2 separate regions of the Gasterosteus aculeatus genome follow, and region 1 is linked to region 2. Evidence: chromatin contacts called from public Hi-C data. All regions are on one chromosome and are shown on one strand. The core of a region is the stretch at or near the end of the contact, and the rest is flanking DNA. Distances in the headings are between cores, read along the strand shown. Region 1 overlaps sned1 (sushi, nidogen and EGF-like domains 1). Region 2 holds the start of espnla (espin like a).

What was found. Hi-C and Micro-C count contacts between places; a contact is called where the count stands out from the background.
Region 1: a contact with region 2 is called in a Hi-C map of tail fin, with 2.8 times the contacts expected there. The contact joins the enhancer-like site here to the promoter of espnla in region 2. A contact is called at or near these places in 2 of 6 Hi-C or Micro-C datasets (skeletal muscle and tail fin).

Annotation. Positions count from the first base shown.
Region 1 is chr8:4,372,926-4,377,779 of fGasAcu3.hap1.1, reverse strand. It overlaps sned1 (sushi, nidogen and EGF-like domains 1), which reads right to left. Exons shown (of 32, transcript XM_078107609.1): 16 at 4,092-4,265; 17 at 3,834-3,947; 18 at 3,626-3,742; 19 at 3,406-3,519; 20 at 3,180-3,296; 21 at 2,768-3,055; 22 at 2,505-2,688; 23 at 2,205-2,317; 24 at 1,651-1,929; 25 at 911-1,052; 26 at 715-797; 27 at 424-519; 28 at 23-139. Among protein-coding and RNA genes, the nearest start is that of ryk, 6.5 kb to the left of the region's middle. Within about 2 kb of position 3,204, at least 1 of the 9 cell types and tissues checked has open chromatin away from gene starts, as enhancers often do.
Region 2 is chr8:4,314,824-4,319,872 of fGasAcu3.hap1.1, reverse strand. espnla (espin like a) reads right to left here and starts at 2,677. Exons shown (of 11, transcript XM_040185182.2): 1 at 2,251-2,677; 2 at 1,728-1,918; 3 at 613-799; 4 at 353-535; 5 at 116-247. The coding sequence starts at 2,544. It overlaps scly (selenocysteine lyase), which reads right to left. Exons shown (of 13, transcript XM_040185180.2): 6 at 4,840-4,967; 7 at 4,468-4,623; 8 at 4,262-4,368; 9 at 4,117-4,153; 10 at 3,924-4,007; 11 at 3,684-3,783; 12 at 3,418-3,493; 13 at 2,928-3,306. The coding sequence ends at 3,153.

The DNA.
Region 1 (4,854 bases), core at 1,955-4,454, 57 kb before region 2:
GAGTGGAACCACATAAACTCACGCAGTTCACACTGTCTGCCCTTGAACTCGGCTGCGCAGTCGCAGACGAAGGAGTCGCCTTGGCTCACACATGTGCCCCCGTTGTGGCAGGGCAGACCGCGGCAGTCCTGCGGCAGCGCTGAAACACAACAGCTGCCGTCAACATCCACGGTGCAGAGTGAGAATCGAGTTTCAGGACTACTACTCACACATTACCTACAGCTGTTACGCCCGCCCCCCCCCCACACACACACGCATCCTTTCTCCTTTTTAGTTCCTGTAGTTCCTGTTTTTTTACTGTTAGCATCCTCATTGATATTTCAATCGCAGCGCTCAACCCCAACAATTAATTAATTACACGTACTAAGAAGTAGTCGCTGCACCACAGCAGCTGGGAGCGATTACTAAGTAAAAAACACCTACCAGGCTTCGTTCTTAATCCCTCTTGAATCTCAAGTGCGAGGCTGATTTTGTTTGTTGTTTCCTCGATTTTCTCTAATCTCGTCGCTGGTTCAGGTCCTGCAAGGGAAAACAATCCTGTCATGGATCCACATGAAAACCCATAATTACTGTACATGACAGCAATACTTATATTTGAAAAGAGAGAATGTACTAATGTTACTCTGCAGCCTGTATCCAGCACGTCAAATATTTCAGCGATGACGTACTGAAGGTTAATCACATGGTTGAGTCATGTGATTCACTCTTACTTACTAGTGCGATGTCGAACGGCTTTTCGAGGCGTGTGAGTGAACTTGGCCGTTATCTTTCCCCGTCTGTCGATGAGTTCTGTGTACCTGCAGCGTTGACAACAGGTGAGTCGTTCTTTGCAACTTCTAATTCAGCATGATGATAAACAGATTCTTCCCCATCGTACATGTTTTTATGACCGTCGACGCTCCCCGTGTACCTGGGTAACTCATCCGAGTTCTCCGTTTCGGTCGTGCCTCCGCGGTGCTGAGGCTGAGACGGGGGAAGTGTGCGGACCACCTGAGGTCCTGGTCCCGTCCCGCTTGGCCTCTCTCTTCTCCCGGATCTGGCCCCCATTGGCACTATGTTAAAGGACACGGGTTCAGAGCATGTTTGAAAGTCAGTTATTCGACATTAGGAGGTTTATGAGCCTTTATGAGACTTGAGACATGAGGGTCTTTCTTCCTGGACTTCTTCTTTCTTCAGTTCCTTTTAGAAACGGAAGGTGTGTCGTGTATTTTATCCTGTACAGTTTATTCGTTTACTTTTAATTTTATTTGTATTGCTTTCATTTAATGTTTAGTCTTTTCCTTTTGCATTTTAATCACACTCAAATGTTTTAAGTTGTAAATGATGATGATTGTATGAAGTGATAAACTGCTAGCCGAACCTTCCCAACCCTCTGTGAAAAAGTAGTAACTGGCAGACCTGTTGGATCAACGAATCACTTATATAGGACCCGTCTGACTAAGCGACATGAAGCAACACATCATGCATGAACCGTATCGGGGGTTGTGGGATGGTCCCATTAGAGTCCGTGTTTGAACAAACAAAACTGTGAAAAGAATATGACTAATAAACAGCAACCCGCTCAGTGTCTCCTCTACACAACTAGAAATCATTTCTACACCTTCTATGGTAAGAAGGCCGTGCAGGCACCAGCACCATGGTCTCACTCACAGGTAGCGAAGGCTAAGTGTTGCGGGAAGCTGTGGATCTGTTCCTGCCCGGTGCTCCTCACCGCCGTCAGGGCCACGTAGTAGTTCTGCCCCGGCGTCAGCTCGCGCAGGGTATACGATCCTAATCTCCCGTTGGGAAGGAAGCGGCTCCTGGTGTTCAACCCTCGGGTCACGTTGACCACGAAGCCGTCGGGGACGTTTCTCGGGTGGCGGCTCCAGCTGATGAGTGCCGAGTTAGTGGTCACGTGGGACAGGGAGAGGTTCTGTGGGGGGAGAGGTCCTGAGGGACAAACACATTGTTTCGAGAATGATGACCAGTGAATACAACACATTTAAGTTTAAGGTGCTTGGATCTTAACAGAGGATTGGGTTAAATAACATATGTGAATAAAGCCTTAATTGTGACATCATTGTGTTGATTAAAACCATGACTAACGTCTACAGCATTTCCACATGAATGAAATCATCGTATTTTGGAAATACACCAAACACACTGGGATCTAATCAGAGGTTGTTATCGCTGTAATGACTTCTGCATGATGACATGTGACCTACTTGTCCAGAATTGCAGCGGTCCGGCGGAGTGGCTGGTGGAAGGAAACTCGTCTGGTCTGATTCCACTTTGGGTCATCACATCCACTGTGTACATCTGACCAGGCACTAATGAACTGGGGGACAGAAAGAAAATGGCACTCCGGCGGACAAAGGATACCTGACCTCCTCATCCTCACGGTGCTGCTGAGAGCCTCAGTCATTGACTAAAACGCGCCCTCTACCGGCCGAAAGCCCCTTCACCCGATTACAGCTCAGCATCAGCACCGTTTAGTGGTAACTTCTAATGGCGCAGGGCCTCACCTGAAGGTGTGCTCCGTGGCGCTCGCGTTGAGCACGGCGGTGCGAGCCTCGCCGCCGTCCGCGGGCGTCAGTGACACGTGCACCCTGCTGACGGCTGCGTGGTGCGCCGCCTGCACCAGCCAGCTCAGCCACACCTGGGAGGAGGACACGTTGACGGCCTGCAGCTGCTCCGCCGGTGGAGGTCCTAGCAAAGGAAACACAGCCGTGAAAGCGCACACACACACACACACACATTCTAATAAGGCCTTAAAAAGCGTGCTCACTGGTGCGTATAAGCGCGGTGGCGGGCTGACTGTTGTCGTTGCTGTCGGTGTTGCGTTTGATGGAGAAGGTGGAGATGTTGTACAGCATGCCGGGCACCAGGCCGCGCATGACGTGGGAAGACTGCCGCCTCTCCAGCAGGTCACTTTTGGGGTCGCTCCGGCCGAGGGGGGCGTACGTGACGAGGAAGCCGCTGACCGGGCTGTGCGAGGCCTCCGGTTCGTCCCAGCGCAGCTCCACCTCGTTCTCCTCCACGCGCAGCACGTGGAGGCCGGAGGGAGGCAACAGGTCTGGGAACAGTGGCAACTTCACGCGTCAAATTCATATGTTATGTAGTCACAGAGCGGCCTTTGCGAAGCGGGCGGTGAGCTACGGAGAGCACGGGAGTAGCACTCGGGTGGGACTCTCACAGACCTTTCTCGCAGTCTTTCCCCGTGTGTCCGACACGGCAGAAGCAGTTGTAGTTCCCTCTCTTGTCGCTCCGGCAGAGGCCGCGGTTGCCACAAGGTTGCAGAACGCACGGGTTCTCCACTTGGGGGCGACAGACACAAGCGGTTAGTGTCTGTGGGTGTCTGCGGGTTCACGTCTTTGGCCGACTGGGTGCAGGTTGTGTGAATTCGCTTTTGACGAAGCCACTTACACATCTGGCACTGGTCCCCAAAGAAGCCGCCTTTGCATGAGCACAAATAATTCCGTCTGTAACCCCGACACACGCCTCCGTTTAGACAAGGGCCGGACTCACAGCCATCCTGCTCTGCACACAGTTCAGTAATGTACAGTAGAATGTGATAGCGCTCCTGTATAGTAAAAATAAGGTATGAGCTTCAAAGGTAAAGCAACAGATTGAATTCACATTGTACCCATTTCACAGTTCTGGCCTTTGAAGCCTTGAGAACAATGACACAGGTAGGAGCCAGGCCGGTCCTCACATGTCCCCCCGTGCTCGCAGGGTTCCGACAGGCATGTCTTTATGTCCGCTAAGGGGGGGAAGACACACACATAGGAAGCTATAAGTGTGTGCACATGCACTGGACTTTTAAAAAGCAGACGACTAAGTTGAGGCTTTACCTGTCTGACAGCGGCTTCCACTGAAGCCATCTGCACACTCACACTGGTGGGATCCCACCTGGTTCCGACACGTACCGCCATTAAGACAAGGCTGTGATAGGCATTCATTGACCTCTGCAGTGACATGAATGAAGACATTAGGACACAAGAGTATGCACTTTTGTAGACCCTAGAATGATTGATTAGGACTTTCCGGGGTCATTAAAGGACTGTTTTTCGTCCGGTGTGTGTGTGTGTGTGTGTGTGTGTGTTACGGACCCTCACAGACGGGGGGCTGGCTCCAGTCCCCCTGAATGCCACAGATGCTCTGGGTGGCTCTGGGCACGGATCTGAAGCCTGAGTGGCATATGTAGACAGCCATGGAGCCGGTTGTTGTTGAGGAGAACTGCACCTCTGCGTTCTTCACTTGTGGCGGCGGGCCGCAGCCAAGCTCTGAGAGGAATACAAACACGTTGTTAACGTCGGCTCGGCCGCATTGTGACGCAAGCTCACGAACGCCGGAGCTCATCCAGGAACAGACTAACAGCTACCAAGGTGTTTTCCATGCAGCCTCTCTGTTTTTAGCCTCCTAAAATTATCTCCAGCGTGCTGTTGGAGCGCCCAGACATGAATCATCGGGTTGGACTTTATATAGGTTCTGTAGCTGCTCTATATCTGTAAATGTGAGGCCTCCGGTGCAGCAACATGCTAAAATTATCTGCACATGGAAAGCTAGTATCTCTCCACTTAAGAGCTCAGGATATCCGCTGTGTTGGAGCCATATTTTCTGTTTTGGTTAAATCATATTATTTCATTTGTTAGTAGGAATTATGTGGATTCCCTTCATATGAATGTTTGTTAAGTTCGCATGGCTGAAATAATAACTTTATTCATGAATAATTAGATTGACCTGATGAGGATCAGCGGTGATAAGAGGAGGGGGCGGGACTTCCTTTGTATTGTACGTTATCCACTCTTACTTAACTTAACTTAACTTATTTAAAGCTAGATTACATTGTTTGGATGAAACGAAACAAATCAT
Region 2 (5,049 bases), core at 1,428-3,927:
ATCAGACACTGTTTCTACGGTCCCATGTACCACCTTTTGCAGACCATGCTGCAGGCCTTGTAATTACTGCGCACACCAAGATGCTTCTAGGAGTAGAGAAGGTGAGGGGACGTACGTTCGTCTGCATGGCACAGAGATATCTGGCACATTCATGGTGTCCGTTGTACTCTGCCAGGTCTGCTGCGGTGAACCCATCAACATCAGGATCTGAAGGGTTCGCCTGGTTGGCCAACAGGATTTTACAGCACTGAAAGCGTAAGAAGAAACAGAAAAGTTGAATTTATATAGATAAGATCAGACTAAAACTATGAGAACAACTTGTGAAAACTAAAAAGAAGGAGACCCGACCAACCTCCAACTCTCCATTCTCTGCAGCATCATGAAGGGGGGTCCCTCCCCAGTAATCCTCCACGACCTTTAAACCCATGCGTAGCAGCCTCTCCAGAATGCAACGATGCCCTCTGCTGGCAGCAAAGTGCAGAGCCGTGGCTCCGTCCCTGTCCCGGCCGGACAGGCTGACATCGGTGCAGGTCACCTGTTGAGGTCCGGCGAGGAAGGTTACACAGTGAAACAAAGACATGTCTCGTGCGTTCGTGGCGCCCCTCGACTCACCAGCCACGCCACGACAGCTTGGTGGCCCATGTGAGCGGCGGCGTGCAGGCAGGTCATGCCGTCGTTGGCCTTCAGGTGGACGTCGGCGCCGCAGTTGTCCACGAGGTGCTGCGCAACGTGCAAGTGCCCCTCCTGGCAGGCCAGGTAGAGCGGGGTGGCGCCGGTGACCGTCTGGCGGTCCACACAGCTGTGTGCCGACATGGATCAACAAACGGGGGTTAAGCATCGGTGACAAAATGTCTCGCACACATCCAAGCTCCAGATGCAACACACCAGTTAGATATGTAGTGGAGAGAACACGCCGATGTGACGGACAACCACATTTGACGGGCCTACTGTTAAACGCTCTGATCCGTGGCTGCCTGCTGTGATTTGAACAGACTTTATTGATATTTGGGCAGTGACGGTTGAAACCAGGATAAGTCAACGCGGCAGAGCTGCTTTTACAGCGTACATACATACGGTCCTTCCACACCCGCGGGGCTGCCACGCGACCAGCGCTGTCCAGGCAAGTATCATTCAACGGGGACTGATGGTTACATGTGGTGGTTCTGGAGGGAGACACGGTCTGAGACACTGGGTTTACGAGATGGAGAAGAGACGAGATCAATATCGGGCGACATGTTTCACGTGGTCTCTTTTGTTTAGTTGTTGTTGTCCTTGTGATGTGACACCTGCTTTAATCTGAGTGTGCATGATTAGGTCCTCTAAGCCAGTGGTCCCCACCAGGTGTACCACAGGCAGCACTTCTGCCGTTACCACGGTGACGTGCAAAGATTGTGGCAAGGTGAAAAAAAGAGGAGGAAGAAGGATAACGATCAGGTGACCATAAGTGTGATGCTGATCTTTGGTGTATTCATGCATCAGGTAATGATTGGCTGACTGCACATTAGCTCCTCTCACCTGAGGCCTGTCACCGGTCTCCAGTCAGCGGGCAGAGGCCATGATCATATATTCTTATAGCGTTTATGTACATCAAACACCCATAAACAGACGTCTACTGGCGCCTAATCAGCTGTGAGCTCGGTCACATTCATCTCATAAACGCTGAGCTCATTCCTTCTGTTTTCTGATGGACCTTTGTAGGAAAGAAGGAGAGGCGTCTATGACCTCACCCAGGTGCCTGTTCAACGAGTAGCTTCAGGCAGGTGAGGCCTCCGTTGGCCGCGGCGTAGTGAGCCGGCACGGCCCCGGAGTCCGTCTCCGCCTCGGCCTCTCCTCCGACGGAGAGCAGCCACTCGATGACCTCCGCGCATCCGAAGCGGGCGGCGAGGTGCAGGGCGGCCGAACCCGCAGCATCCCTGTCCTGGAAACGTGAGGAAGGATGGGAGTGGGGTGAGGCTTGATGTGCGACTCACCCACTGCGATGGCTCAGTGTCAATATCAAGAGGTTTCAACGGCGATTGCGATTTTCGCCGCCATTGAAATTCAATGTTATGTCACGTGTGTTCTTCACGAGACTTGAGAAGCGACGAGATGTAAACATCAGCAGACCGGACTCCGTTCCAATAGCGAAGTTCAGCATCTGGACCCAATTACACTGGCTGGTAATACATCTGTAAAAAGGTTCTGTAGGCTACGGGACCTTTTTACAACTGCTCCCCCTCCTCTAAAGAATCACACGGTGGACAAACTCACATTAACGTTGCAGCCTCCAAAATCCACCAGCCATCGCAGCTCCCGGATGTGGCCCGTGGCCGCGGCGTCGTGCGCCGGCGTGGCCCCGTTGGAGGCCCGGCGGTCGGCCGCCAGCCCCAGCTCGCTCACCAGCACGCGCAGGCACTCCAGGCGTCCGCACCTCGCCGCGTGGTGCACCGGGCCCGCGCCTTGAGCGTCGGTGATCACAGGTGAGAGGTGACCGGAAGATGCCAGCTGCCGCAGGGCACCGAGGTCCCCCGCTCGCGCCGCCCCGATGGCCCGATGAAGCACCATGGCCGCGCGCTCCGCTCCCCGCAGCTCTCTGGGCCCCCCGCCGGGACAGCGCTCATCCCCCGCTCACATCCGATAGCAAGAAAACGTGCCAGGAAAGTGGAACCCGAGCAAGCAGCCAGATGGCCGGCCTGGCCTTTTTTTTGGGGGGGGGGGGGATAGAAAGGTAATGACGGACGGTTGGAGGCGCTCCTTTGTACGCCGGTGACCGTCAGCTGGCACCCGCTCCGACGCTCCACCGACCTCGGTAACGGGAGAAGCCAATGCACCGCGCTGTTATTTCTTCCAACATTTTAAAAAAATCATCTCAGCGGGGCCGATCAAACGATTATAGGCCACATGTTATATTTCACAGCTCTTTGAATTCATGACAAAATATCAAAAGGTTGTGTTAATATGTTTTATTTCTATAACACGTTGATGTAACCCTGACTCCAATTAGCTGATTGGCTCCTGATGGAAGCAGCAGCTCTTCCCTTTTATTCATTATATATCATATTTGTTGCATGATCAGAGAACGTAACAAAAACACTAAACACGGTGCATCTCAATTCTATACACCTGACCTGTATCTGACCTACGGGACGACTGTCAATGCACATCAAGGCCTTTCAGTTAATTTCTTCCAGCAGCTGCACAGTTTCCTTCAGGTCCTCCACAACTGCATCCACGTCCGCTTTGGTCGTCGCCCTGCCAACGCTCAGGCGCAAGGCGTTAGCTGCCACCTCCGGGGGGACGCCACAGCTCAGAAGGACGTGGGACGGCCTGATGGATGGACACAGTGCAGCGGCGGCGGAGGGGGGGGGGATTAGGTGGATTGGCATCAACGTGGCATCCGGACCAAAAGCGTAACGGGTGAAAGAGGGGCTCTTTTACCTGTTTTCACTGTCTGAGTGGCAGGCGGCGCCAACGCTGGCCAACAGCCTCCTACAGTTGGACAATACCCTCCATCCTAAATTGAGCGCGAGAGAGAGAGAGAGAGATAGAGCAAGAAGGAGAGGGAGAGATTAATCATTCAAAGCCTTTGCGGCTTACACGGAGCCCTGTGCAGGTCATGAACTGACTCTCGCAAACATTGGTGTAGGGTTAAACGACACGCCAAAGCACACGTAGCCCGGGGAAGGAAGAAGTGATGACATCACCTTGTAATGTCGGGCCCAGGATGGACACGTTACATGTGTTAGGCAGGATGTCCGCGCCAGGGAAATGGCTGTTGAAGCGGATCTTGCCGTTGAAGACGGCCTAAAAAAGGAAAGCACATTACGGAAAACACACAAACGCACGCCCTCCTTTGCGCAGATGACAACCTCAATAACTGCAGAAACTGCTGTCATGACTATTGACATACACCAGCGAATGTGAATCAACGGAATCAAACTTACCTTCAGTCTTTCTTCCAGGTAAAGTTTGGTAGTTCGCATGTGACTCTCATAATCTGACAGATTAGAGGTCACCAGCTCTGCAGCCTAATAGACACACAATAAATCATCATAGAAAGATAAAAAAACTTCCCATACAGTCAAATAGTATTCAGAGAAATATTCCAGTAACACGTTTAGGGAATAGGGAACATACCTTTCCCAGACCAGCAATCATTGGCGTGTTTTCTGTGCTGTAATATTCAAAAAAGGGTCGATTGACCGTTACATTTAGATCTTTGCAGCTGTTTCATGCATACTTGGGACTCAATGGAGACGTCCTCAAAGAGGACAATGTGTACCCTGGTCTGAAGTTCCTCTCCTGTCCTCCTCCGAACAGCATGGGATACAGCGGCGTTCTTCTTCCCGGGCCGTTCACAAACAACGCGCCGATCCGAGGGGCGTAGAACTGGGAATGGTGGCGCCGCGGAACTTTTAATAACCTTTTTTTTTCCATGTTCGTGACGCCAAATTGAATTTTCTTTTTTTTATCCAACTGGTTCCTGACCTTGTGTCCCACTATGGTGAGGTAGTCCACTCCTAGTTCACAGGCGTCCACTCGGATTTTGCCCAGAGCCTGAGCGGCGTCGGTGTGGAGGAGGATCCGGAGCCGCTCGGGCCGCTTGTTGAGAGACTTTACTCTCTGGCAGATCTCCTGCACCGGCTGACGAGACGAAGGAGATTCCCATCAGAGACTGTCTTTAAGATACGATTCCATTTAAAATCATCTTCAAAATATGATAAACGCTAGGACTTATCAGCTAATGCAAATGTCTGCTAATATCGACGGAGCGTTCTGTCTTTTCCAATGACTGAAGTAGAAATTCTTTATTATCGGTACTATACGGACGAGTAGAAGAACCCTCTATCTCCTTCTCACCATGATGACTCCGGTCTCATTGTTGGCCAGCATGACCGAGATGAGACAAGTGTTGGGACGCACCGCAGCCATGATGTCCTCCACCTCCACGCGGGCTGTCCCCTTAGACACAGGCACATACGTCACATCTGTGACAAAAAGCACAGTTACCCAAACAAGTCGAGGACCCGAGTAAACGTCAAGAGGGTTAGTTGTTCAAACAAAAAAAAG